7 separate regions of the Mus musculus genome follow, and all the other regions are linked to region 5. The links are chromatin contacts, called in public HiChIP or PLAC-seq and promoter capture Hi-C maps. All regions are on one chromosome and are shown on one strand. Each heading gives the region's core, a stretch centred on a gene start, on an enhancer-like site or on the middle of the called end of the contact. The rest is flanking DNA. Distances are from core to core; before and after follow the strand shown.

Region 1 (4,079 bases), core at 379-2,878, 1.7 Mb before region 5:
CTCTCCTATTCTGCTCCTTATTAGTCCAGGATGATTTCCAAAACCAAAGTTAACAGAACAGCTTGCAACTCATTAAGCAGGATTAGAAGGTGGACTCTCGAGTCTAAATATGTGGTTTGGCTACTTGGTTGGGGAGGAGTCTTGGGTCTAGCTTTAAACTCAAAACCATGTATTTAGTATAAAATGGTTTAAAGAAAAAGATATCTGTATTGCTTGATCTGAAGCTTTGGTGAGGAGGGGGAATCTTAGAGACTCTTTTGTTGTCCAATCTGCTTTCTGTTGTCCAATTCCTGGGCTCAACACAGCTCCTTCCCCAGCCTCCAAAGTGGCTGTGACTACAGGCCTTGGCATCTGACCTGAAAATGTACTTCTGCCTCTATAAACACAGCTGGGCAATGGTGGTAGACACCTTTAATCCCAGCACTTGGGAGGCAGAGGCAGGTGGATCTGTGAGTTCAAGGCCAGCCTAGTCTACGGAGTGAGTTCCTGGCCAGACAAGGCTAAACAGAGAAACCCTGTCTCGAAAAGGAAAGAAAGAAAGAAAGAAAGAAAGAAAGAAAGAGAGAAAGCAAGCTAGCTAAATGAGTGATGGGTAGACTTGCTGCCAAGCCTAATTCCATGAGTTGAATCCCAAGGACCCACATGGTGGTGGCACATCTAAATTGTTCTCTGGCCTGTTACACACAGAAACACACACACCAAATAAATAAATGTATTTATTTCTTTAACTTAAAAGACTAAAAGAATGGCACCAGTCGTTTCTATTTTTTTAACACTTTTCAAATAACTACAGTAGCTGGATCCTGAATATTTCAACTAGCCTCCCACATTCAACTGATGGCTAATGGCTGAGCATCTGGGTCTATATTAATTAATGGGAAAGAGAAGCACGTCATCTTGAATTCTGTGGTTCTGACCCATGGCTGAAGGTTCAGAGACCGACATCCAGGTGCAAGCAAGGGATGTTCTGCACCCAGTGAGGATGCCAGCAGATATTTGCTCAAAGCTGCCAGAGCTCAAACAATTAGCAATTCCTCCGTCTGTCCATTTTATCATGAGCCAAGTTCTATTTTAAAAAGAAAAGATATGCAAAAGGGGGTTGTTAAAATGCTACATCTCAGACAGAGCGGTGGATAAACGAGCGATTCCGCTCCGGAAATCTCCCCTATGTGTTGTTTGTGCAACAGTGCATTCAACAACGGGCCCTGGGGATGCTCACAGGTTCTGGCACCTTGTCTGTGAGGAACACACACACACACTCACAAAGATAATGATGATGATTATAATGGTGATGACGACGGAGATGAGGGTTTATGTAGCAACGAAAGCACGGAGCCTGAACCCATGAGCGGCCAGGCACGTGCCGGATCTTCTCGGCCACGGCGCTGCCCAGAGGCTGCCCGGTAACTCGGGGCTGCGGGGAACCCTCACACGGAACAGCGGGTCGCGGGGGTCAGAGGCTGCTCTCTCCCCGGCCCGCCCGACTGACCTGTGACGCTAGCCCGAGTGACGCGCTGCACCACGGCCTTCATGGCGGCGGCTGTAGCGACTGGAATTTGCTGTGTGGTCAGACCTTGCGACTCCGCCGGTGGCTCCTCGACCGGCGCCCTCTACCGGCAACACCGGAAGAGCTCCGTGAGGACCCATTCCACAGAGCTGCGTCCCGCCCACGTCGGCCACACCTATCCAATTGGCCCCGCCCATGTCAATCACCCTCACCTGTCACCTATGCATAACCTAGTCCATTTGTGGTAGGCGCCGCCCTATCCACCCCTGAACTCCTTCTTAAGCACTATAGTCCCAAACTGCCAGCCTAGTCTCCACTATGTCCAGACACTCATTAATTTCTGCTCCAGTTTCTTTCTCTTTCAGTTTTACCCTTAAGTTTTTTTCCTGCTTTTCTCCCTCTTTTCCAATCCTCCGGTCACAGATTTTCCAAAATCTTCACTTGTTCTGTAGCCTCAGCAGCAATCCTGTTGCTAAAAACAAAAGGACCTGCTGCTAACATAGCCATTTAACTACATAACTATTGATTTACCTTAGACACAATAGTTAATAGGTCTATCAGTCTAGAATTCTAATTCCTTCCTAATACAAATCTAATACTTAGCCCTATCATAGGGTTGTTAGGAAATTTGGATGGGCTGTAAAGATGCTTAGATGGCTGCAAAGAACTGTATAGCTATTACTGTACTAAGTTTTCATCACTAAAAAATAACATCTTCATAGTCCAGTGGTAGTCCATGTGTTTATAATTAAACAAAGAAAAAGAAGAATGGGGGGGGGGGGAGATAGTCCCAGCTACTTGAGATGAAGCGGGAAAGTGTTTTAAGTCCATGAGTTCAAGACCACCAATGTGGGCAATGTAATGAGACTTTCCCTTAAAAACGAAATAGGAGTATCAGAAAAAGTTCACCCATTTCAGAGTGTCTTTGCTTTGAACGCCTCTTCCAGGATTAGCAGATTCAGAAAAGCATTTGTTAGAAAGCAATTTGATAGAACTGTTATTTGGCCCGAAATACTCTAAGGAATGGTGGTTGAACATCTGTGATCCAAGCATTCTGGAGGCTGCAGTATGAGGATCACGCTGAAGTTCAAGGCCAGCATGAAATACAGAGTGAGATGTTGCTTTCCCCCTCACCCCCCCAAAAAAACAAAAACAAAAACAAAAAAGGCCTAGAAATGTGTATTATTGTGGGGTATCCATCAGATAAGACTACTCAGACCGGGGTTAAGCCAGTAGAAAGTCTTTATTAGCCAACTGGCAACTACACTGGGTGTTCAGGATCTCATTAAAGCTCAGATTCTTTTAGAGTGAGCATTTAAGCAAAAAAAAAAAAAAAATTCCTCGGTTGACATACTTCAGTTAATAAGCACAGTTAGGCTAAAGCAATTACAGAAGTCAAAAGGCAAGCTTAGTGCATTTGATAGATTCGGTCTTCCTTTTCACTCTGGCAAGTGGTACTATCTACATACTGAGTTTTATGGAGTCAGTTGTGCTAAGGACTGGGAGCCTTTTATATTATGCTTAAATATTAAATAGTGAATGCAAAATTGCATGAGTTAAATTGTCAAGGATACCACCAGCAGCAGCAGCAGCAAGATCAATGGGTGTCAGTCACATGCTTCCTGATATTGAAGGATACAGTGGTAATTCTGCAACAACAAAACTTAACCTGGGGCTAGAAGTGTAGCTCAGTGGAACATAGTACTTAGCTACCATGTAGGAAGCCCTAGGTTCAGCCCTTAGCATCATATAAGCCAGGGATGGCAACACTTACCTGGAATCCCAGCGCTCAGGAGGTAGAGAGGCAGGAGCATCAGTTCAAGGGTGGAACTGTACAATCGAAATGCAAACTGCACTGCAGGAGACTCTGCATCTAATTGTTTAAAAAACCTAAATCAGGAACATTCTATCAAGTAGTCAGTTTTTCACATCCAGGGAAAAAAGTCTGGCTCAATGGGTAAAGGCACTCCCTGGGGGCTGGAGTGATGGCTCAGTAGTTAAGAGCACTGGCTGCTCTTCCAGAGGTCCTGAGTTCAATTCCCAGCAACCACATGGTAGCTCACAACCATTTGTAATGGGATCCAACGCCCTCTTCTGGTGTGTCTGAAGACTGCTGAAGTGTGCTCACATATAATAAATAAATAAATCTTTTTTTAAAAAAGAAAAAGAAAAGGCACTTGCTGCCTTTAATGACCTGAGTTTGATCCCCAGACCTCTCCCTGACATCACTAAATGTCCTCTGAGCTCCACATGCACCCTATATCACATGCAAATGCATGTTCACAGACGTGCACACAAAATAAATAAAATGGGAGAAGACTGTATTATGCATGAACTTTGGTACATCCTGGCCAGGAAAAAAAGAAAAGGGAGAAAGTTATTAGTAGGATAACAATAACTCCCTTTGAGTTGGTATGAGCCCACTGATCCAGCAAAGCACTGTTTATAATTGTGGTTTCATTACAAATGATTCATATTTGATTAAAGACCTTTCTCTAAATAACTGATCTACAATATTATTAATTTGGTTCTTCCTAATTAAAAAAGAAAAAAAAATTAGTTTGCTCTAAGT
Region 2 (3,821 bases), core at 1,151-3,650, 1.4 Mb before region 5:
GGAGATATGTCTAACCAGAAACTGCATAGCTGTTCGAGATAGTGAGCATCCCATGCCTGGAAGCAGTCAACAGAGCTGGATACCTATTCTAAGGATCCCACACAAGACCCTCAGGAGTGGGCCATATTCTGTTTCTCACCTCTTGCAACTTCAAGCCTGAGGTTTTTGCTTTGTTTTGTTTTGCTTTAATTAGGTTTGTTTGCATACTCCTTTTGAGGCTACAGGGAAGGCAAAGGCCTGTCCTTTGTGTGCTAATGATATTGATAAACCTATCAAGACTGAATTTTAAAAATAAAAGAATAAAGACAGATTAGGATTCTTTTCCCCTAAAAATACTTTGAGGATCTGGCAGGAGTCTCGGAAGGAACCACAATCGGGGCACAATGGAAAAATATTTCCAGTAAAAAATAAACATCTAGAAAATATCATAGATGTGTACCTCCCCCAATCATAAAATAAAAGCAATTATATTATTCTTCATTCTCCGGGTCCTGAAGTTTGCAGAGCCTTTTGAGGTTTCTAAGCGTGTAGAGCACAAGTCTATGTGATCTTTAAAAATAACAATCATGGCCCAGGTGTTCAGTGATTTAAAATCCGGAAAAAGGGAGGGAGGGAGGGAGGGAAGCAGATAGGCAGGCTTTATCAATAGAATTGACTTGTTCTGGAATAAAATAAGGAATCTTGAATGAAGTTTTGGAGATTCTTAAAAGATGGAGGATAATTCTGTGGCTTCGTGGTTTTATTTTTACTCTTTCATTCACCACGCTCCTTCTTTCTAGCAAGTCTCCCGTTTGCTGGCAGATAAAAATACATCTGCAGAGTTGCCCAGAAGCTGCGCCATCGACTCCATAGCCAAGAAGCCTCATTTCTCCTGTCTTGTGCCGCTATAGACATCTCTTCCTCCTCCAGTTCACCAGGATCAAAGTCCTTTACGATCTTAGACGACTTGTCTTGGAGGAAACCCATAATTCAGAGTTGATTCCCCGATGGGATGGGGTCAATCCTTGAGGGCGGATCGATAATCATGGTGCGTGCGCCTTCTCCCTTCCACAACCTCGCCAGAGCTGCGCCCCCTCTCTGTGTGCCCTGAAAATACGCCAGCCAAGCCCAGAAATCCGTTACCAGGCTGCTGTATCCCTAAAGGCCATTCCAAGGCGGAAGAAGGCAGGGACAGCCTCTGTGTGGATTCCCCGGGTCGCTGTGGCCAGGAGCGCCTCTAGTCCTGTTATAGGCAGGTGAGACTGGCGCTTCTCTGAACCGCAGACACCTGAGCACCCCTGGCCAGACGCGCCCAGACAACCTCCAGCAGTGAGCACTCGCCTGCTCACCCAGCGAAGCCGGGTTCCTACAACGATAGCTGGGCGGGTTGTTGAGCAACAAAGCTGTGGTATAGGGGCATCAGCGTACCCAAAGCGAGCAGGCCGCCCCTTGAGACTTAGTATCTTTTATCAGATCCCCCCCCCCCCACACACACACACTTCCCTCCAGGAATAAAGGTAAATAGGAAACAAATAAAAACAAAAAGCTCAAAGCTCTTCTGCGGTCTTCGCAGGCGGAGGAGGGGAGAGGTTGTATCAATTTTCAATCCCGGGCTTCCTGGATGAGTATTTTCCTGCCTCCGAATTTAAGGGTCCAGTTGTTAGGGGAGGCAATAACGGGAAAGGTAAAAGACAAGACATTCGCTTTAAATCTGCGTTCACATGAGATGCAATTAGCTTTTGTCTTGAGTCAAGGGACTCCTAGACTGTAAGGTTTCGGGGTGAAAGCTGCTTTGGTAGAACAAGCCCTATTTTCTTAGATTGAGTGGCACAGATCAGTAAAGTGACGTGCTCCAAAGATGTGGTGTTTTTAGGCTTTATTGAGGGGTGTTCTAGATGAAGGAAGCCTTAAGTTCTCAACCCCCCCTCCCTTTACCTGACAAGGATACTGCGGACCCTCCCCCCATCCGACCACCGAGATTCCAGAAAGCCTAGAACAGCCCCACAAGGTTCACAGTTAATATCTGGCTTGCTTGATGGAGACAAATCAACTTCGGAGGTGGGGGCCAACTCGTGGGAGACCCCAGCTCCCAGTCGGGCTGCATGGGGCAGAGAACCTGTGGCTTGTTTTAAAGACTTTATCCTATAAAGTGCATGTGATAGGGGTATGAAGCAGAGGGTTGATTTGAAAAATGTTCTTCCTTTTTTAAAAAGAGGAGGGGGGAAGAATCAGACGTTAAATTCTTTTGCAAACATTCATGCCTAAGGAAGGGCTGGATCAGGCAGCCCCGGCCGCCGGAACCGGTCGGACAGGTAGCGAGCTTGTTGACACCGTTATGTTGCAGGGCGCATGCTCACTCCCAAGTTTCCTGGTGCCTTTTCTATTCCACCTTATGAAACTTTTTCCCCGGCGTGGTCTCACGCGCGATTTAAGGCATAGGTGTCGCCGAGCCCGGAGGCTGCGAGTAACCTGGAGTGAGGGGGAGAGTACCGAGCAACGCGGCGGGGGGTGCAGGAAGAGGGCAGGCTAGGCGGGAAGGTGGGCTCCGGACTCCAGGAGCGGGGGGACCCAGGCGCCACCGCCGCCACTAGCGGGGAGCAGCGGGAGGAGGGGGCCGCAGTCGGAAGAGAGGATCCCACCATGCCCAAAGTCTTTTTGGTGAAGAGGAGGAGCCCGGGAGTCTCTGTCCGCAGCTGGGATGAGCTCCCGGATGACAAAAGGGCAGACACTTACATCCCAGGTGAGGAGCGCGGGGGCCGGGCCTGGGCGCGGGGCTCCCGGGTGGGGGCAGGGTGACTGCGGCCCTCCTGCTCGGGATCAGGGCTGCGGTTCCCACCCCTACTCCGTCTCGGTCGGGGTCACAGCGGTGTTGGGAGAGGGGAGCCAGGATCTAGGCTGGGAAACCTGGGACCCCCGGTGCTCTCTCCCTAGACAGGGCTAAATTGCCTGGCGGCAGGACCGTTGGTTGCAGCGCGGGCCAAAGTGGCCTGGAAGTGGGTGGAAGGCACTCGGGGTTCCCTTGCCCCCTACGTCCTCTAAACCGCTCGTGAAGGTCCGCTAACCCCTCGGGAGCGAGGCAAGACGAGGGCACACCCGCCTCCACGGGCGCGAGAGGAAACTTGGCGCGCGGGTTTCTCCGCGGCGCTTGGACCCTGGTGCTTCGTGGGTTGGCCTGAGAACCCGTCTCCCGACACCCTAAGTTAGTTCGAGGGGCGGATGGCTAGGGTAGACTCGTCTACCCTCGGGACGTCGCCCACTTGGCGAGGTGCCCAGGTCCGGGGCGGGGCGGCGGCACCGCCCGCAGGTCAAACTGCCGTGGGCGCCCGGGCGTGACGCCGCGTGTGGTTGAGTGTCGGGGTGCGGCCCCCTCCCTCCGCAGTGAGCCTGGGCTGTCTGCTCCGCGACCCGCCCGAAGACTGCCGCAGCGACGGCGGCAGTAGCAGCGGCTGCAGCAGCAGCGCCGGGGAGCCCGGAGGGGCCGAAAGCAGCTCGTCCCCGCGCGCGCCGGAGCCTGAAACTCCAGAGCTTCACGACGCCCAAGGCACCGATGGACATCTGGCAGCGATGCAGCGCCCGGTTGCCAGGTCAAAAATCAAGGTAGGGTGTCGACTCTGCCCCCGCCGCCACCTGCACCACGCCCTGGCGTCCGGCTCGGGAGCCCCGGCGCCCCTCCCTGCCGCGCCCGCCCGCGCACCGGAGCCCAGGCGCCGCGGACTAGCCCGCCACTCCTGCACCTGCCCCTGAGCCGCAGCCAGGCTCCTAGTGACCTGTCCCCTGCGCCACAGTGCCCGGGCCGCCAGCATCTTAAGCGGATCTAGACCCAGGGTGATGGCCCTGTCTGA
Region 3 (3,751 bases), core at 621-3,120, 1.6 Mb before region 5:
TATTGCTCCGTGTAATTAAGGTGGGGGGAGAATTCTTGTACGTCTCCTGCAAGCTGGAGACTAGAGAAGGCCAGCGGCACAGATCAATGGCACAGACCGGATGCATTAACCTCGGTGATGGGAAGTCAATGGTATAGATGGGATCCGAAAGTCTAAGGACAGAGTGGTGAAGGCAGAAGGCTGGCCCTGGGGCTCAGAGTGGGCTGGGGCAAGTTCCTGTGTCCTCCATGTCTTTGGCTTAGGCTGATACTAAATTGGATGGTGCCCATTCACTGCCTACAGTCAGCACATCAGTTCAAATACCACATTCTAGAACATCCCAGAAACAGCAAACAGGCAGATATCTAGGATCTCAGAGCCCAGCCAAGCTGACACATAAGGTTAGCCATCACAACGATATGACAGGAAGCAATGAAAACCAGAATATACAACAAATTACATGAATTGGTTGACTTCACCTTACCATGGATAACAGTCTATTGATGGCCACTGCCCGCTGCTGGGCTTCAATGTGAGGCATTTCGTTCTGAATTACTTGATCTGTGATTCCATGAGGGAACTGGTGGCATAATTCTATAATTCTAGGAACAACGGTATAAATGGTTTATGTTTGCTTGCTTTTAAAGGCAAATAAGGAAGATACACGATAGTCAAGCTAAAAAGCTCAATGTTGTCAATGGGAATAAGTACAGCAAAGTGACTCCAAGGTCTGTGGGCAGAAAGCAAATAGAATATTCGGGGGTGGGGGTGGGGGGCAGCATAGTGATTCACCATAACTGGAGTCTTGAGAATTATCCCCTCCAAACAAACTGGAGGGATTAATTTGTTTGGAGGTGTAATAAACTTATTATCCACAATAATAATGTTGAGAAAGTCGTCTTTTAAATACATTATAACCTAGAAACACATGTGCACTACGGGAGTTAAGGCACTCACTGAACCTACTTGGCTCAATGGTCCTTTGTAATCACAAACTGAACCCTCATTTGGCCCCAACGTTCTCTTATAGAACTTCCCTTGGCAACCGGGCAATCCTGGATTCGAACACATGTCCAAGAACTACAGGGAAAATGCAGGTCTCTCTTCTGGCCCTGGCTGCTGTCACGTTCCAAGTGCTCTAATAGAATCCCGGAGAACCCAGTTCCACAACGTTTCAAGCTGTCCCGCTGCTCTAGAGCTTCTGAAGAGTTCTACTCTCCCTAATCGGGGCGGGGGGGTCGCCCAGACACCCGGCAACCCCGCTCCCGCGTGCTCGACCAGTCTACCCCAGCCTCTCCCCGCGGGACTGAGAGAGAAGGGGGTCCCGCTACCCAGCTGACTGCTCGCTTAGCGTCGGGAGCCTAGCTTTATTGCAGTACCTGTTTTCTATCTCCACCGGATCCGCGTCCGGCGGCTGCACCTTGACCTTCACCTCCGCCATGAGGGCAGTTTTCGAGACTAGAGGAAAAGTGGCCCCTCGGAGCGCGCTGGAAGTCTCGGGAACCGGTGGAGGCGCGCGCCGGGGACCGAGGCTTGAGAGAGAGGCGAGGGACCTTCTTCATCCGGTCGCGCTGGGCCTTCTTCATCGGATCGGCTTGGGGCGCCCGTGCTGTGCCTGCTCCGCCTTGCTCGGCAGGGTCGCCACAGCGACTCCCTTCCGTTGTCTCAAATTTCAGTGCTTGTCGGACAAGAGCCTCTGGCTCCAGTACGCACCCTTCAGCCTCTTCCAGCCGCCGAGAAGGCATATTCTTGGACACCTACAAGAAAGTGTCGCAGAAGGATCTGGAGGCGGGTACCAGACGGAGGCTGCAGCCAGAGACAAGGGCGGGGCTGGTTGCTAGGATGTCGATTTCCCTGCCAATCATCTGCTCGGCTCCCGATGGGCGGGGCGCGGTTCGCAGCGTCTGTGGAAACGCAAGCTGCAGCGGAGGAGCTGTGGTGAGACCGTGAGAAACCTGACAACGGGTTGGCGGCGGCGGTGCTGCGTCGGGGGTCCTTAATCTCTGTCCTTGAGGCTGGAGAAGGGTGAGGAGAAGGGCATCTCTCACTGGGTTGGGAGGGAATTAGGCATCTCTGACTGCCTCGCGAGGCCGAGGGCATGACGCAGGGTCTGGGTCCTGGTTTGGGCAGCGAGGAGATGGTTCAGGTGCAGGATGTTGGGAGATGCTGGTGGCATGACACTGACACCAGGCTGCGGTGTGGACCTAGCGAATCAGCCATCTCTGTCTCCTTCCTGTGAGGTCCAGTGACCACCCCAGGTTTCCAAGAGCAGCTAATAGCTAACCGTGAGCACTTCAGTCTCGAACCAACGGTGTTTATTTAGAATCTAGTTTTCAGCTATCTTTATTTTAGCTGACTCTCACTCGAAGGGAAATGTGAAGGTAGGCGAATCCCTCTACATCCAGCGTCATTTCTGAAGGGTCAGATACCTGTAGTTTTTATTCTTGGTCCTCAATCTGGAAGAATCCAAAAAGGCATTAAATTCGTCTTTTAATTCTAATTATCTCGCTTTCCAGAACAAGATATGTCAAAACGCAAACATGTTCACAGCAACATGATCAGAATTCCAACTACCATTTAAAAAAAAATGACCTCACCACTGAACAACAAATTGTTACATGAAAAATTGTAAGCCAGGCATGGTGTCTCATTCCTTTAATCCCAGCACTTGGGAGTCAGAAGCAGGTGGATCTCTGTGAGTTGGAGGCCAGCTTGGTCTACAGGTAGAGCTCCATAACAGCTAGGGCTGTTACACGGAGAAACCCTGTCTCGGGGGAGCGGGGGGCGAAATGAGGATGCAAAATGTTGATTATAAAAGTGAGATGAATATGTACATTATAATTGAATAATAATGTAGCCACAATCGTTGAAGCTACAGTGCAAGTTGCAAATACTGGATTAAGAGGACTCCTCCCCACCTCAAAGAAAAGACCCATAAGGTTTCTGCCCTGCTAGTTATTTACAAAATAGCAGAGCTAATAGGAAATGATGGTTGTGGGTTTATATCCATGTCAACTTCCTTTCTATTGAGAGCTGATGCTCTGCAGTCTTTGCAGTATATTTTCCAAAATACAATACACTGCAGTGGTTTGCAAAGGTGAGACTGTGGGGGGTTAGAACCTCTTTTAAGATTTGGCTCTAAGTAATTCATGCTACGTGCAGAGTTACCTGCTCCCCTTATGTAATGAGTTGCCTTGAAGTCAGGAGAGTGAGTGTGTGTGTGTGTGTGCATGTGCGCGCGCACTGGCTGAAGGCAGTGAAGAGTGAATGATCTCGAGGGAACTGAGCTCAGAGCGTTAGAGGTGGATTCTGCTCTGCCTCATCCGTGGACCTGCCCTTTTAAAGCAGCTCCAGCCTCCTAGCGAATTCATCTGTTTGTCTTTATTAGATGTAAAGTGTTTAGGTGAATATCCAACAGCAGACGTCAAGAGCAAGCATACAGCCAACGTGTAATAATTTCATTAATTAAACTGGGCGTTATCTGTAGGTGGCATATTAATTTAATGCTCTTCTGGCTTCAATGCATTTAAAATAAGTAGCACTCTGTTGTTTTCGTGTTTAGGCATAGGTTCATGATGGAAATTTTTAATCTATTTTTTTTCTATAAGGAGAAAACATGACTGCTGGCTCAGTGTGTGCCCCTCAGATCATACCACTGCGAGTGCCTCAACCTGGAAAAGCTAACCATGAAATTGATACCAATACTCTTTTGGAAATGAAATCCGGTAGGAAAGCCATGTATTTTGAATTATTTAGAAATAACATTGCCATA
Region 4 (3,935 bases), core at 396-2,895, 1.5 Mb before region 5:
GCTGAGGCACTCAGAGGTCAGCAGCTCCTGAGGGCTTCCTGTAGGAATCACAGTGGTGACAAAGCCCTTTCACCCCTGATCCACCCACACCCACAGCAGAGCAGACCAGCCAGCAGTCTGAGGCTACACCAGGCCGAAAATAAGAGCTGTTTGGCCTATGTCATATTTACTATATGTTTTTCCTTCTTATATGTCTGTTATTGCTGTAAGGTTCATTAATATAGAAGTGACGGGTTGCCATTTTTATCTGTATAGTTCAGGGTTAAATACATTAATTGTTGTTCCTGATTCTAGAACGTTCATCTGCCCAATTTGAAACTCTAATACCAATACTCTCCTACACGCCCCCCAACAGCTAGCAACTGCTGTCTACTTACTGTCTTTATGAGCTTGAGAACTTTAGAGGCCTTGTTTAAATAAATAGAATTGTGTGTTATTTGTCCTTTTGTGTCTGGCTTATTTCACTTAACATAATGTCCTCAAGCTACAGCGTATGCTGGAATTCCCTTCCTTTTAAAGGCTGAATAATATTCCATTGTGAACAAACACCCCCTCAAAACAAACACACACACACACACACACACACACACACACACACACACACACGCACATGCACACACACGCACACACACGCACAAAGGATCTGACCCCCTCTTCTGGTCTCTGTGGGAATCTAAACAAACACAAATTAAAAATAAAACAAAAAAAATGCATATACAAATAACACTTCAAATCTCTCTTTTTATTGAGTATGGGTCCAAGAGTAGAACGGTTGGGCCCCCGTGATGTTACCCTTTGTTTCGTTATGAACAGTGGCACTGTTTTCCATAGCTGCTGTATGGTTTACATTCTCACTGAGCACACACGGGCTCCCGTTTCTCTCCCTCCTCCTGGCACCAGTTATTTTCTGTCTGTTTTGTTTTGATAGTTGCCGTCCCCACGGTTTTGATTTGCATTTTGCTGATAATCAGTTGTGATTCTTTCATCAGGTCTGTACTACGGTTTAGGTGTGCTTCCAATAAGCTGTTGACATGAGATTTTTGGAGCTCTTACAATTGCCAATTGATGGCTTCGCGACAGTTTGCAGGGAGAGCAGGGCATGTCCACCAGATACCCGAGTGCTCCTATCCGTTCTCAGAAGTACTGCCTGCGGCCTTCGGCCTACGGCCTGCTGCCTGACCTGGGGGTCAGGGTGAGGGGCACGTTTTTGTGTCTCCACCCTCACTCAGTTTGTCTCAGCTACCAGGTCTTCAGGCCAGGACTCACCCAACCCAACCCTGCACACCTTCTGCCCAACCCTGAGGCCTTCTGGAATCTTCCACTACCACTCTAGGGACCACATCTGGCCTCTCCACACACTTCTCATAATCATCTCTGAACACCAGCCAAAAAATATTTGCCAAGCAAATTAACAGAAAGGAGCCTTTCCCTGTAAAGCTGAGAGAGCCAGCCAAGAATCTGGGCATGAAAGCAGCGAAGGCTTGAGCCGTGCCAGGCTCTTTTGCAGCTGTGGTCCCGTGCCCCTTGCAGGGCGCCGCCCACGTTTCTGGCGCTGAGCTCTGATCGAGAACTGTTTACTGTGGCTTCCAGAGGTGACAGAGTCAGAGGAAGGGTGAAACCATTCTTAGTTGCAGTAATTGCGCAAATGGGCCAAGGCTCCTCTGATGACTAAGCCCTTAGCAACACCTTCAGGGAGAAGCGGGTGGGCCCAGGGCTCTCCCACGGTTTGTCACAGTTAACCAGGAAGTGTGGATGAAGACACCAAGCCTTGGGAGACAAACAGGAGACCTCGCCTGCCTGAGAAGCTGAGCAGAACCTTCAAGGCCTCCCCCTTGGCTGTACCCACAGAATCCCCCAGTCTCCGCCTGGGAGCAGATACCTAAGGGTGCAAGGGATTTGAAGTCTGGTCTTCAGACTTGCACAGTTGCTGGCCTCTCGAGGTCATTTTCCACCTCTGCTAGGCAAGAAATCCTCTCAGGGCCCCAGTGGTTATGAAAAATCCTTCCTACTGCCCTAAGGTCTTGCTGGTCCTTATGTCTGCTCTACCTCAGTAACCCGGTGTGCTGTGTAGGCATATGTAAAAGACAGCTACAATCTTGTTGTTGGTTTTTTTTTAAGATTTATTTATTTATTTATTTAATGTAAGTGCACTGTAGCTGTCTTCAGACACTTGTTAAGGATGGTTGTGAGCCACCATGTGGTTGCTGAGATTTGAACTCAGGACCTTCAGAAGAGCAGTCAGTGCTCTTAACCACTGAGCCATCTCTCCAGCCCCGGACAGCTACAATCTTAAACATGAGCCTGACTAATAAACCTTGTTGGTGTCTTGGTCTCATGGGTGTCCATCTAGGAACTGGTGCCTGCAAGGGGAGATGAGTGTAGAGACTCATACCAAGTGTTCGTATATACTTGCTACAAGTCAGGTTTGTTTTTTTTTTTAAGAATTAGTTATTCACTTTTTCATGTATATGAGTACACTGTAGCTGTCTTCAGACACACCAGAAGAGGGCATTGGATCCCACTACAGATGGTTGTGAGCCACCATGTGGTTGTTGGGAATTGAACTCAGGACCTCTGGAAGAGCAGTCAGTGCTTTTAACCGCTGAGCCATCTCTCCAGCCCACAAGTTGCGTTCTAAACTATTGATCTTCCTTTTCTTTATTCTTTTATTGGAGTATGGGTAGTGTGTGTGTGTGTGTATGTGTGTGTGGGTGATGGTAGTGGTGGTAGGGGTAGCTCTGGCTAGCCTGGAACTTGCTACATAGACCAAGTTGGTCTTGAACTCACAGATATCCACCTGCCCTTTCCTCCCAAGGTATGCACCATCACACTTCATTTTAAAACAAGAAACAAAAAACCATCAGGATGAAAGAAGTTGATATTTATTGAGCATCTGTGGAACACTATACACAACCAAGTCACACACACACAACCATTCAGTCCCACAGCAACACTAGGAAGCCACTACTCCTAAAATCATACCCTTTGTGTCAAATGAGGACCCAGGCAGGCAAGGACAAGATCTCTGCCCTGGGATGCCCAGTAGCTGGCAGGGCAGACAGGCCTGCACCCTGGGGCTTCCTGTACAGCCCTATGCCCTAATGGGCATCTGTTAATGAATTATAACTTAGCACAGTGAGAAAATAATCAGAAGGTCTGGAGAGATGACTCGGTGTTAAGAACACTAGCTGCTCTTCCAGAGGCCTGGGTTCAATTCTCAGCACCTGCTCAGCACCTACATGGCAGCTCACAACAGTCCATAACTCTAGTTCCAAGGGATCTGTCACCTTCTTCTCACCTTTGAGGGCACCAGGCACATATGCGGTTTACATACATGCAAGCAAAATCTTCATGCACATAAAATAATAAAATAATTTAAAAAAAATTTTTTTTGGAAGAAGGTATTCAAGAGTATTGCTTTCACTCTCCCCTGGGGCTTCAGGTGACCAATTTTATTTCTCTCTTTTGTTATAAGCCAAATAAAAGTAAATTCTAGTCCCTAGGTGACATTTCTTCTTTTGAATCTTTGTTGAAACTAAAAATAGTTCAAATTGCTCCAAGGCCCTGGACCTCATCTGAGTGACTGAAACACTGCCGTTGCTCAGTTATGAAATACAGGCTTAGCTCCAGGCAGGGATGAGACTGGTACAACCACCTAGAAACCTGCTGGGCACCGTTTCCTCAAGCTGAGCACACCCTTCCACTCTTAACACACAAACACCAAAGTCCCTGAGGCTGCAGCCGGCCAGAGAGCTTTTCCCAGGATGATCTCAGCCAAAGCCAAGCATGATAATACAGATTCTAACCCCAGGACTTAAAGAAAAGAATATTACTGGCATGGTGTTGTAAGAGTCTATTCTCCTGGGTGGAGACTAGACAACATCTGCCCTCCTTACTCTGTTCCAGTGACAATTCAAGCTTCAATTCCATCAAAG
Region 5 (4,293 bases), core at 929-3,428:
TTGGGAGGCTGAGGCAGGCAGATTTCTGAGTTCGAGGCCAGCCTGGTCTACAGAGTGAGTTCCAGGACAGCCAGGGCTACACAGAGAAGCCCTGTCTCAAAAACCAAAACAAAACAAAAAACCCAAAACAACAACAACAACAACAACAAAAGCATACCTACCGTGTGAATAATGCTTATAGTACTTATGTATCACTTATTACATAAAGGTGTTTATGAGATGTCAGTTATGTCTTAAGACCCAATTTAAATATGTTTATCAAAGTTGTAAAAATGTCCTATTTGTGAAAGAGTAAGTCAATTTTACTCTCTAGAGTCTAGAAAAAGAATAAAGTATAGCTAATGGGTCCATAGTATTTTCCTTCTGATGAGGCTTTTCCCAGATGATTTAAATGCTTTGAAGTGAAATCAACATAGTGTTTTGGGTTTTCTCACTTTGTACTGAAGTTGTTAAGACTTAGGGACTGTAAATCACCAATACCTATTTGGAAATGATAAGGTCGCTTAAGAACCAGCAAGAAGGGGCTGGCGAGATGGCTCAGTGGGTAAGAGCACTGACTGCCCTTCTGAAGGTCCTGAATTCAAATCCCAGCAACCCCATGGTGGCTCACAACCACCCATAATGAGATCTGGTGCATTTGAAGATAGCTACAGTGTATTATTATAATAATAAATAAATCTTAAAAAAAAAGGACCAGCAAGAAATTCAACAATAAATGAAGTTCAGAATGTTACTGCAAAACAGTCACCTCCTGCCTACACACACACACACACACACACACACACACACGCCTTTACATATTCATGCCTGACTTACTTTTGAATGTGTGTGTGTAGTGTGCACCTGTGCTGGCAGAGGCTGGGAAAGAACATTCGATCACCTAGAGTTACAGATGGTTGTAAACTGCCCGATGTAGGAGCGGAGAACGGAGTCCCCATCCTCTGCAAAAGCATCAAGTGCTCTTAACTGGCAAGAGTCATCGCTCCAGCCCCAGAATAACTGTTTTACATCCATCATGTAAACGATATGAGATCCAAAACAAAAACCAATGTTTCTGAACAAGAACCACAGTATAGAAAATAAATATAATGAAGTTATGTGTCCTTTTGTTAAATAACAAGTTATAGTATCAGCTTCACAACTGGCCTAATTTCAAAGTCAAAATAAAAAAGGAAGAACAATCTGAGAGAGCTGCAACAGTCCCTAAATATCTGTGATTTCCAGTATCATCAAAATTTCAGATGTTACTACAGCTGCACATTTTATTTTAATTAGAGGAGACTATATAGAGGTAATCCCCCCCCCCCCATACACGTTCAGGAGCTTTAAGAGACTTTATTTGGTGATTCTTCTGAGTAACAGTTCTCCTGGCAGTTGTCCTTACCAAACTGATGCTGTGCTTAGCAGTTAGTCAATGGGGAGCCTCACGCGGGGAGCCTCACACTTGACTTCCGGAGGAAGCTTCTGTGCAGGTTAAGTCCTGGAAGACTTTAAAAAGTCTAAAATTTCTAAAGACAGAAACAAATGAAAGGGGTACCAGAGATTCATTGGAATTTGAGAAGATGAGCAAGCCCTTAAAAACCTTCCTGTTTATTCATTTTTCTTGGTGCAGAGAGTAAATTAATCAAGGGGTGGCTGTTCAGTCATTTCTCTGGCGAGAAACCTCGCTGCTTCTAGTTTAAAATCCGCAGGCTTGCTGTTCGTGTTCCGTGGGCCGCAGCACTTTGTCGGTTGTGTCAAATCGCAAGGTGGTGTTGGAATCAGAGGATTATGTACACGTGTAGGCTGCTGGAAATTATGGATAGAATGGCCTGCATAAGCCCAAACTGGACAAGCAAAACCTCCAGGAACAGGAACTCACATTAACAAGTGATTTGCAGTTGAGTGCAGAATTCGCACACCTGTTCTTGGTTGTCTTGGTTGCTCTCAGCGACTCTACAGCTGGTAGGGTGTTGAAGCCCTGCCCGCCCGAGAGCGCACCCTACACAGTTTGTCCCCAAGCAGCTCCCATATACGGCGGGCTCCGCCCCTGCCCGTGGCTGCCACAGCCGGGTGCAGCCTGGCTGGCGGCTGTGCCTGGACCCGCCCGCTGCTTCTGCTATTGCGCATGCGCCCCATTTTCAACCCTCCGAGTTTTCCCGCCCTTGATTGGCTGACTCTGCGCCCATTTCTAAACTTGTAAGCGCCTTAGTCCAGGCTTTGTAGGACTCCGAACAAAGGGGACGTTCTGATTCTACCCTACCTTGAAGGGTTCTAGGAAAGCTGAGATGAGGACTCCTGGTACTAGTGGACCACACATTGGCCGTCGTATTATTTCACTTAGTCTATTATTAAACCCTTGGAGTTCCAGTTTAGCAGGCGAGGCAGACTGGAAGACTCAAAGCTAGTATTGGAGTTCGAGCCAAAAACCCGGGAGACTTTTTCGGCTCCCCTCAGGGACTTAAGCAGCATCACATCTAAGCTTTCTAGAGACCATTTGAACCGAAGTCATCTGCCCGGGAGTGAAATAATAGCGGGGATATGCTGGTCTTGAGGACAGAATGTTCCATTGTGGTCGTTAGAGACCTCGAGGGTGAGGAGGAGCAAGTCAGTAGGCTTGCTTTATACTCCATCAGCAAGTGCAAAGGCAGGAGATCAGGGTCCAGGAGGAAGGCTGGTCTGTAAGTTTTGAGCGACCCTGACTGGGGCAGGAGGAAGATAGTTGATACTGGAGTTTTTGTGTCCAGCAGGTGACTTACAGGTGAAGGCATAGGGTTAACTGAATGAATTTACAGGGAGATAGCCCGGTAAGAAATCACTGATGCCAGGGGCTTTAGCTCATAAAAAAAAAGGGAAGAATAAGAAGAAGAAGGAGAAGGAGAAGGAGGAGAAGGAGGAGAAGGAGGAGGAGGAGGAGGAGGAGGAGGAGGAGGAGGAGGAGGAGGAGGAGGAGGAGAAGGAGAAGAAGAAGAAGAAGAAGAAGAAGAAGAAGAAGAAGAAGAAGAAGAAGAAGAAGAAGAAGAAGAAGAAGAAGAAGAAGAAGAAAGAAAGAAAGAAAGAAGAAAGCGGGTGTCCTCACTTTTGATCCAATGACTAAAGTTAAATTGCTAAACTGTCCCCAAAATGCAAAAACTCCCTTTAGATATGATTCCAACCAATATAACGACATTTCTATCTGCCTAAAAAAATCCTCGATCCTTTGTTTTCTTGGTACCCTAAATTTTGTGGTTCAGAACACATGCTTAGAACTCTTTGAAGAAACAGAGCAGTCCCTCAGAGTTCTCCACGACCTTTCGCTTCTCAACAAGACAGATGAGTTGACGAGCACGGGCCGTATAAAGTCAGGACCATGTTATTGGTTGCAATGCTCGTTTTCGGTAGTCCATTCCTCGGTTTCCTTGAGAATGCTCTAAATGCAGTGATCGTCCTGGGCCTGACTGGGTTTGACTTTCCGAGTTAGAGACAGCACAGCCGGTTGCCATTGACTTCGAGGTGGGGCTGCGCTGGGGCGTGGCCACCGAAGAGGCGGGGCCCAGACTTCCGGGCCCCGCCCCTTCGCGCCGTAGGCAGCTGCCAAACCCCGGTGCGTGGATCACGCGGGCCGGAGCCGCTCTGGGCATGCTCAGTGGCCTGGCAGGTGTGGCCGCCTAGCAACTCCAGGTCGGCCCTAGCCGAGGGGCGGGTGAGAGGGAAGTGGGCGGGGGCGCGGGCACGGGCACAGTCGCTGGAGTGGCCGGCGGCCGCGGGGCGCAGGCCTGTTGGAAGCCCCCGCGGGCCGGGCCGGGATGAGCTATGGCATCGGTCAAGGTGGCCGTGAGAGTCCGGCCCATGAATCGCAGGTGAGTGGGGCCTCCCGCCCCCCACCCTCGCCACACCCCAACCCCGGGCAGCCCCGCTCAGAGGCCGGTCTGGATTGAAAGGGACAAACCCCTGACCCACCTGGCCGTGCCAGTGGCCTTGGCGGTCCTGAAGGGCAAAGCTCTCCCGCGTTGAAGGGGACTCTGAGGGGAAGTGTCCGCGAGGCCGGGGAGATTTCCATGTACAGTCCCCATCCCAGAACGTGAGGCTCTCTTGCTCGCCCTTTAAAAAAAAAACACCAAGGAACCACGTTGGTGAAGTGAAATACTTGGGGGCGATCATGGAAGTGTGAGGGGTTCCCCGAGCTGTCAGACACACGCTCACTTGTGCCAACTCCAAAGTCTCTGTTAATCATGTTACCTTCTAATCTGGAGAGAATTTTCAGGTCCTTGAACGTGAACCCATCGTCTAAACAGAAAGTTAGCAGTTCATAAGTTAAGGTTTACATGGGGGATG
Region 6 (3,967 bases), core at 932-3,431, 1.5 Mb after region 5:
CAGGGATTATGCTCCTCTGTTGTTATAGTTATTAAACTTATTCAGTGGGAGGCAGTAGTCCAAATTAATATTTCACCCAATCAAATCACTGTATGTGGTTTAATATGGAAATATTTTTGATTCGATGACGAGTTTTATACTTAAAGAAGAAAAATTAATAGTGTAGCATTATAAACGTTCTATAGACCTCCAAATCTAGGCATTTATAGAGTCCTATAGTTGCACTTTTGGTAGCAAAAGAACTTGACTTTGAAGCAATATGAAGTTGGATTGAAGAAATATTTTTTAAATTGAAATCTTCTCAATTTATCAGTGAAAAGTAAGAGTTTGGCCTTAATTAATTTAATAGTATTTTTTAAACATTTATTCCCCCTAATAGCATAGAGATCTAAGAAGCTTTCTAAGGCCAGTTTTATTTTAAAAATATGGATTTCATAACTGATTAATTATTCTTAAAAGTGTCATAACTGTCAATTCCTCACTGATTTATAGCTAATTCTTTATATTTAATATGATATGAGAACTTAGTCAAGATTTTGTTTGATGTTATGCATATGGGTGTTTTGCCTGCATGTATGTTTGTGCACAATATGTGAGCAGTGCCTCTGGAGGCCAGAGGACATTGGAACCTGCTGGAAATGGAATTACATATAGTTGTTAGCTGCTATGTAGATGCTAGGAATTGAACTTGGGAACTGTACAAGAATAACAAGTGTGCTTAAACGCCGAGCCATCATACTAGCCTCAGATCTCCATCTTATTTGTTCTAAAATTCATCGGGCTCAGCAAACATAGCTGAAGCAGGTAAAAGTCTTTGCCACCAAGCCCGATGACCTGATTTCAATTCCCTGGAGCCACAGTGGTGCACGGAGAGAATCAACTCCCTCACGTTGTTCTCTGATCTCCTCCTATACACCATGGCACTCATTCATCCCCATAATAAGTAAATGCATTTTACAATAAAAATGATTCATTAAATAAACATGTATTAAGGTGCCAAAGTGATGGCTCACTGGTTAGGATCATTTGCCATTCCTTGAGAGGGTCCCAATTTGGCTCCCAGCACTGTATCAGGCAGCGCACAACCATCTGTAACTCTAGTCTACACAGGCATATGTAGACAAACATAGAGACACATATAGAAAACATTAATTGAAAAGCTTAATGATTTTTAATATCTATTATCAACAGTTTTAATCAACATTCATGTGCTCTAGAAACTGATCAAATGCCTTCCATGAGCAATCTAAAGATACTTGCTTGGTTTTCTCATTGATGAGAAAAATAAACGTTTTATTTCTTTATTAAAGAGTATTCAGGATAAAAGAAAGAACAATATAATCTATTTCCAGGTTATCTTAATGTGACTATGAAACCCGGTGCCTACACATTCCCAAGCCCAGACATATGATATGCTTTCCCAGCCAAAGCATTTATCATTCACTTACGGAGAGCTCACTATTTAAAAACATATAACTACAATGGCAAAGCACTAAAGTGACACTTATGATAAAGTGCATTTGATTAAGACTAAATAGAACACAGTGCACAGTACTGGGGAATAGCGCAGTGCCAGATAGCGTTGGACACAAAGCAAATACAGTGTCACAGGCAATCTGCCTGAACATTATTCAGCCATATTACTTTCCTTATTAGGAAGCTTAAAAATTCATATTGTGTTTCAACAGCATTCTCAATTTTTCAACACACAGCAGCAGTGATCTCTGGAAAAGACCACCTATTTTCAACAAAGACCCACTGTAGCATGGTGGGAAACACAGAGAGCCAGGTACCATCTCTGAGTGCCAAGGGCTCCATTTCCACTGACTTGGCTTTAAAGCACTGCGGTTGCAGAACTGACTTTGTGTTTTTCTGTCCTTTCTAAAGGACTAACCCAGAAACTGAGAAGCATTTCCCAGACCCTTTTCTAAGTCACTGAGTTGAGAGGAAGAAAATCGGTTTTCCTTTATCTAGGTCTTAACTCTTCCTAATACCAAAGCATTGTTGTTTGCAATCTGATTTCACCTTTCAAGTTTTCAATCTGTCCATCTGGTATAGATTTCTGTCTTGGTTTCAACTCTCTCACAGTAGGATTTGGAACAAAGATCTCTCTCAGTGTAGCTAGAATTCTGAGCCCACGGGGGAGACAATGAGGGCAGAGCCTGGAATAAAGCAAAGCAGGGGTGTATGTCTTAGCTAAATTAATGCTATAGAGAAGTGCAGCTAGATTGCACTTAGAGTCTCTGAAGCATGCAGCAGAGGGTAGGAGGAAAAGTCAGAACCTCTATAACTCATTTCCAGATGATTGTGCAGGCTCTAACAGAGGTAAGCCACAGGAAAACTGAGGTCATGAAACCATACCTGATGCTGAGAAATTTGGCCCCTAATATGATAATTTCTAAAGGTTATGAGTAAGGAACAACAATAAAAAATAAATAAAATCATCTCCAATAAAGCCCCTACCTATTTCGTTGGTTTTGCATTCTTTTCTTCCCATGACATTTGCCTACAAACTTTTCTTTATCCCCTGCTTCCTCCTACGAACAGACTTTCTCTGTGTTCCTTATACTGCCCTAGATCTTTGACTTTCCAAAGTCCCAATGGTTTCCTGAATTTTCCCCGTTAAAATGTAACAGCGCTTTCTGCTCCATCCACACATGTAAATCTGTTTCTTGTCTTCTTTTGCCAGAGGGACTTAATTCTTTAAATTATAGCTTTTGGTAACTGTGTGTGAGCCAGTTATGTGGGTCATAAATAGGCCTATTATAAGCAATTGGATTTGGAATGCACCTTACTTTGTAGGAAGTGAGAGAGGAAGGTGATGAGGCTGGATCTGCACAAATATTTCATTGTGATGGGTGGGATTCTTAAATACATTTTAGACATGATCAATTATAATCATTTTTGGGAAAGGCAACTCATACAACAGAAGTATCACTGGCTCAAGGGGTAATTTGTATCTGAGTGTAGTAGAAATAAGTTCATTAGCATTCTTAACCAAATCTATCACCATCACTATAAAACAGTTCATCCCTGCTATTAAGCGATGATTATCGGAAGCCATTATTTTGAACTCAACTCTGCAGTAGGCCTCGTTGTATCAAATCAAATCACAGGCTCTTGTGTTAAGGACCTTGTCATCAAAGAAAATGTTTAAATTGGCCAGTTTATAAAACAAGACCATACTAAGGAACTGATTTTAATGTAACAAATCTATATTTTTGTTCCCAGTTTCTGTCTCCTTTAGCCTTTTTCTTTCTATAAAGCCAAGTTCCTCTGGTAGAACCCTCAAAGACTCAATTAACCTAATAGAATGAGGTTGTCCTGGAGGGGAAAAAATCACAAATAAAAAGCAAGTGATTTTAAGTTCATGGTCACTTTGTCTTTTGAAACTATTCTTCACACACAGGCAAATTCACCTATTTAGTAACATATACAATCCTATGTCAAGTCAACATTCATCTTTGAGATCTGTAAGTCCACTCTCATAATTCTGTTTATTTTTCACTAACATTTTATCTGCAGATTCTCTGTGATTTCTTTTCTATGCTAAAACCTCCATTCTGTACTTCAACTATTCCTTTGCTCTCAACTGTTCTAATGTGGGCTTAGCATAGGCGCTGACTCAAGTTATTTCTTATAAGTATTTACATTCTCAACCTGTTGCTGCTTGTGTCAAAAAAAACCCAAACCAGATAAAATAAAACAAAAATCCTCCAACATCCTCAGTGACGAAGAATCTCCCAGTACTTTCAATGTCTTCTTCTCATGGCTGTGAAACGTAGCACTCAGTTTCTCTTACAGAAGTCGGGGTGCTTTCCTAAATGAACCAATGTTTACAAAAAGCTGAGACATTGCCATAGCAAACTGTAGAATACAAGAAGTTATTGATGGCTTAAAAACAGAGCGGTCCTAGAGGATTGGGAGGTATGGAATAGAGGAACTGATCCCAGGTCCTACATAATAT
Region 7 (3,742 bases), core at 955-3,454, 1.7 Mb before region 5:
AAAATAATCAGGCTACTTTCTCAAACCATCTCTGTAGTACTTGAAAAAAGTAGTCAAAAAGGTTAGAGGTTGAACTCCTTGAACATTTGTTAACTTGTATAGTTGGATATCACGAGTAATTATTTATTTGTGATGCTAAGGGTCAAAGGCAGGACCCTGTGCGTGCTAGGCAAACACTCAAGTACTGAGTTACAGTTCTGAGACAAGCCAATTTCAACTATGTGTCGAAAGGTAAGTCTCAAATTCTGTTTCATGATCCAACAACTTTCCTGATTCCCTTCCTTTCTTTATCAATCAAAGTAAATTCTGTATGAAATGCCACATGCCAAGAAACCTTGATTTTTGTTTGTCCCCCCGCCACCCCCACCACATTGCTAACTGTAGAGAACAGAACTGTATGGTGACCTGAGAATCCGGTTATTAACAGGAAGCAGCTTGACACTGAAGCATTTCTAGTGGGCATACCACAACTATGAAAGGAAGTTTGCTTTTGTATTGAGTCTCACCATGTTCTCCTTCCTCACCATGTTTGCTTATGATCATCCTTGAAAGACTCTTTAACAATTAAGTCTTTCAGACGAAGCTTTCAGACTCGGATAGCCCAATGTTGTTAAGCAAATGCATCCTACGTGTGATTGAAAATACATTGACACATGAGTGACTGAAGGTCAACTGAGCAAGCCAATCCGGAAAGCAAAATGAACTGGTCCAGGGGGTAAAGTGCTTGCCACGCAAGTCTGACAGCCTGAGTTAGAGCCTCAGATCCCACAAAAAGATGGAAGGAAAGACCTAAGATCACAAAAGTTGCCTATGAGTGGCTTGACAGGTGCACACACATGCAAATGACATGTTTAAGCAAGTAGACTGTTAAAAAAAGGAAAGCCAGAAAACTGAACTGAAGAAGAAGAAGAAGAAGAAGAAGAAGAAGAAGAAGAAGAAGAAGAAGAAGAAGACGACGACTAAACCTGTGAAATGAGAATGGAAGCATATTCTTGTAATTTCCATATTTGGGAGGCTGAGGCAGAATCAAGAGAGTACAAAGCCTCCTGGGTTACATAGGGATAGATATAGATATATAGATATATCCTGCAAATAATTTGGGTGAGGACAATTTTACATACCCAGAAAAGCAAATTAATTATTCTACCATACAGACTCTATACAACAAAGTCCCAAATGTCTGTTCCAACTGAAACTCTTAACACATCTACTTGTTAGTTCTGGCAAATACAAGAAGATAAAACCCTAACTACACAGAAAGCACTTAGGCGCCTGGGAGCGGGGGTGGGGGTGGGGGGTAGTAAATAAGTCACAGCACATTCTAACATCGCCATTTCCAGCAGTTACTTCAGCAAACCCCATTAAATAATGGTAACCCCTCTATAAAGTTCTTTACGTAAATGTATAAGTCCCCGAGTATCAACATATTAACACCTGCTCCTATTTCCCACTGCCTCCTTTCCTCGATTTATTCTAAACCAGCTTCTTAATCCTAAACACGTAATCCACAGAGGCTTTCAGTGAATTCATGAATCCTCTGACGTTCTATGTATTTTTATTAAATTCTATGTGCTGAGAAAAATGCTCCTATCAAACTCTCAACGAGTAAGGGTATCTGAAGAGGTAAATAGCCGAATGGATGAATGACTGAGTGAATGAAGAGAGAATGAATGAATGAGTGAGTGGATAAAAGAAAGGCATCCAATAAAATATCTTAGCCCCTCTAAGCTCTCCAGGACATAACTTTCCAGGACTTAGTAACCATCTGTAGACACAGTTAAATACCTAATCCTGTACTGAAGATCTGGTTTCTGGTTTCACTTATCACAAAGCAAAACTCAAGGTTTTCATGGGGATTCGGTCCTTCCGGATGTTCGAGTCACCACCACCAACACCCCAATTCCGAGGGCTAAGGAGTCAGAAACCGGCCGTCGGCTCTCAGGCACGGCGCGGACGAGTCACTCTGAGCCGGCTTCTGGGTCATCAACTCTCTCTGATTCTTCCCATAAGCAAGCCCACCTTGCCTCGGCCTGTCTGGCTTCGGCCCTCCTCCTATGCGCCCCTTCACCATTGCAGAGCCAGCCGCTCACCTGTCCGGAGCCACTCACCGGGACTGAACCTTCCGCGCCCCACGGACACCAGAGCTCAACTCCGGCTTCCACCGCCAAGTCCACCTCAGCTCACAGTCGATTGGTCACCGCTCCGAAACGTCATTTCGCGGCGCCATGCTCTAGCCAATCAGAGAGCGCTTCTCTGGCTGACCCGAGAAAGTGAAACAGTCAGAAAAGCTGCGCCTCCATCTTTGAATAGGGCAAGGCTGTGGTTTCTCACCCAACAAACTTTAGAATGTAGAATTCCTCAGGATACATACTTTCTTGAATATATCCTGAAATTTTTCTCCTTCACAGAACCTCGGCGCCTGCGGAACCGTCATCCAAATGCATCCAGCACTCCTCAGGGGACCGCCCTGACACAACATGACGTCTGTTTGCCTCAGGGGGAAGTCCCTCTCATCGCCTAGCTACCGGGAAGCGAGAAGAGGGACGCGTAGCCCGGAGTTGTCCGGAGAGGCCCTCAGCCTGCGGGAAGGGGCTAGGAGGGGACAGAGAGTCTCGGCCGCTAGTTGGTGATCTTTTTGAGCTCAGCAAGTGCGGGTGCGGGTCCTCTCTTCGCGGTACAAAACTTTCCCTTCTCGTTGCTGCTGTGGTTTCTGTGCTCAATAAAAACTGTTTCTGGTGAACATCCTCCTGCCATTCCCCAGCAAGGAAGTGAGTAATTGGGGATGGTCTTATTCAGACACTTAAGGAAACTATCAGAGTCCGTTTTGATGGGTAACACAGCTTTTTCTGTGACCGCCGCAGTCATTTTTACACTTTCTTACAAGTGGCAAAAATAAATAAATAAATAAATAGCAGCAAATTCAGCGAGTGTGTAGTGCCTGCAGCGGCCAGAAGAATCTATTGTGTATCCTCTAACACGGGTGCTAGGAACTGAACTCCAGCAGTATACACATAGCCACTCAACCAACCCTTCATCCCGCCAACTAAAATCTTACAGTTATGCTAAGACATGTTATTCAAAGAGTACCCATTAAATAACCCAGTTTCCTACTAATGCAAACTTTTCTTTAAGACAGAGCCTAGCTGTAGGTTTGGCTGGCCTGGAACTCAGGAAGCCCTGCTTTCTTCTATCTTCCTATGCCTCCTCAATTTAAAAGCACACGCCATCACACCCGGCTAAATCAAACTTTTTGACGTCTATAAATCATAGGGACTTAAGTTTAAATAGGTGGTACTATAAAATATTACTGTTTGCATTACAATCTTTAAAATAAATTTACATTTTCTCATCATCATAAACATAACAATGTTAATGATGGCATGTTTAAAACCTTAAATTATGTTTGGGAAATGCAGTTATCTCTTCCTAAGGTAAAATGTAAAATAAAATATACATGTTCGTTATATCTAACGCTGAAAAAAAGAAGTCGCTTTTTAAATAACAAACACTAATATGATTTTATTTGTCAAATATTTCCCTTTCAATTTTTGGACCTGGATTATTTCTACACTAGTAATTTCTGTAGAGAGGATTTTTTTTTAATTGCATGTTCAAAATATACAAGATTGAATGTCCTTACTTGGGGGAATTTAGAAGTATTTTATTTATATAAGAGAATACTTGCAGGGCAATAGTGGTGCATGCCTTTAATCGAAGCACTCAGGAGGCAGAGTCAAGGAGA

The links. Promoter capture Hi-C pulls out the DNA fragments that hold promoters and counts their contacts. HiChIP or PLAC-seq counts read pairs in DNA pulled down with a chosen protein or histone mark. Capture Hi-C pulls out chosen DNA fragments and counts their contacts.
Region 1: a contact with region 5 is called in a promoter capture Hi-C map of pre-B cells. The contact joins the promoter of Dtd1 here to the promoter of Kif16bos in region 5. A contact is called at or near these places in 5 of 39 promoter capture datasets (the C10 cell line, cranial neural crest, liver and 1 more), 4 of 484 Hi-C or Micro-C datasets (CD4 T cells, the G1E-ER4 cell line, LSK cells and 1 more), 1 of 115 datasets of contacts at active chromatin or transcription factors (microglia) and 2 of 9 other capture datasets (adipose tissue and liver).
Region 2: a contact with region 5 is called in a promoter capture Hi-C map of liver, with 3 times the contacts expected there. The contact joins the promoter of Ovol2 here to the promoter of Kif16bos in region 5. A contact is called at or near these places in 3 of 39 promoter capture datasets (cranial neural crest and liver) and 2 of 484 Hi-C or Micro-C datasets (both in embryonic stem cells).
Region 3: a contact with region 5 is called in a promoter capture Hi-C map of liver, with 2.9 times the contacts expected there. The contact joins the promoter of Dzank1 here to the promoter of Kif16bos in region 5. A contact is called at or near these places in 1 of 39 promoter capture datasets (pre-B cells), 5 of 484 Hi-C or Micro-C datasets (B cells, CD4 T cells, CD8 T cells and 2 more), 1 of 115 datasets of contacts at active chromatin or transcription factors (astrocytes) and 2 of 9 other capture datasets (adipose tissue and liver).
Region 4: an HNF4G HiChIP or PLAC-seq map of pancreatic cancer cells shows a contact between it and region 5. The contact joins the enhancer-like site here to the promoter of Kif16bos in region 5. A contact is called at or near these places in 7 of 39 promoter capture datasets (the 3T3-L1 cell line, 3T3-L1-derived adipocytes, the C10 cell line and 3 more), 2 of 115 datasets of contacts at active chromatin or transcription factors (astrocytes and pancreatic cancer cells) and 1 of 9 other capture datasets (liver).
Region 6: a contact with region 5 is called in a promoter capture Hi-C map of the 3T3-L1 cell line, with 5 times the contacts expected there. The contact joins the enhancer-like site here to the promoter of Kif16bos in region 5. A contact is called at or near these places in 9 of 39 promoter capture datasets (the 3T3-L1 cell line, 3T3-L1-derived adipocytes, frontonasal cranial neural crest and 5 more) and 1 of 115 datasets of contacts at active chromatin or transcription factors (astrocytes).
Region 7: a contact with region 5 is called in a promoter capture Hi-C map of pre-B cells, with 10 times the contacts expected there. The contact joins the promoter of Sec23b here to the promoter of Kif16bos in region 5. A contact is called at or near these places in 5 of 39 promoter capture datasets (the C10 cell line, hematopoietic stem and progenitor cells, liver and 1 more), 3 of 484 Hi-C or Micro-C datasets (CD4 T cells and cardiomyocytes), 1 of 115 datasets of contacts at active chromatin or transcription factors (astrocytes) and 1 of 9 other capture datasets (liver).

The regions. Positions count from the first base shown.
Region 1 is chr2:144,597,502-144,601,580 of GRCm38.p6, reverse strand. Dtd1 (D-tyrosyl-tRNA deacylase 1) reads right to left here and starts at 1,628. Exons shown (of 6, transcript NM_025314.3): 1 at 1,490-1,628. The coding sequence starts at 1,532.
Region 2 is chr2:144,330,659-144,334,479 of GRCm38.p6, reverse strand. It overlaps Ovol2 (ovo like zinc finger 2), which reads left to right and starts at 2,400. Exons shown (of 4, transcript NM_026924.3): 1 at 2,400-2,719; 2 at 3,359-3,576. The coding sequence starts at 2,620.
Region 3 is chr2:144,525,533-144,529,283 of GRCm38.p6, reverse strand. Dzank1 (double zinc ribbon and ankyrin repeat domains 1) reads left to right here and starts at 1,870. Exons shown (of 21, transcript NM_172859.3): 1 at 1,870-2,004; 2 at 3,588-3,704. The coding sequence starts at 3,596. It overlaps Polr3f (polymerase (RNA) III (DNA directed) polypeptide F), which reads right to left and starts at 1,539. Exons shown (of 9, transcript NM_029763.3): 1 at 1,359-1,539; 2 at 464-581. The coding sequence starts at 1,420.
Region 4 is chr2:144,439,216-144,443,150 of GRCm38.p6, reverse strand. No RefSeq gene overlaps it. Among named protein-coding and RNA genes, the nearest start is that of Gm46768, 21 kb to the right of the region's middle. Within about 2 kb of position 1,645, at least 99 of the 459 cell types and tissues checked have an H3K27ac peak or open chromatin away from gene starts, as enhancers often do. A contact at or near this core is called in 3T3-L1-derived adipocytes, hippocampal neurons and pancreatic cancer cells, where this site is marked.
Region 5 is chr2:142,900,850-142,905,142 of GRCm38.p6, reverse strand. It overlaps Kif16bos (kinesin family member 16B, opposite strand), which reads right to left and starts at 2,178. Exons shown (of 2, transcript NR_131921.1): 1 at 1,902-2,178; 2 at 1,571-1,788. It overlaps Kif16b (kinesin family member 16B), which reads left to right and starts at 3,679. Exons shown (of 26, transcript NM_001081133.2): 1 at 3,679-3,818. The coding sequence starts at 3,772.
Region 6 is chr2:141,389,020-141,392,986 of GRCm38.p6, reverse strand. All of the region lies in intron 5 of Macrod2 (mono-ADP ribosylhydrolase 2), which reads right to left. Among named protein-coding and RNA genes, the nearest start is that of Gm25583, 250 kb to the left of the region's middle. Within about 2 kb of position 2,181, at least 4 of the 459 cell types and tissues checked have an H3K27ac peak or open chromatin away from gene starts, as enhancers often do.
Region 7 is chr2:144,554,691-144,558,432 of GRCm38.p6, reverse strand. It overlaps Sec23b (SEC23 homolog B, COPII coat complex component), which reads right to left and starts at 2,204. Exons shown (of 20, transcript NM_001252544.1): 1 at 2,109-2,204. Gm34292 (a long non-coding RNA gene) reads left to right here and starts at 1,798. Exons shown (of 1, transcript XR_003953925.1): 1 at 1,798-3,742.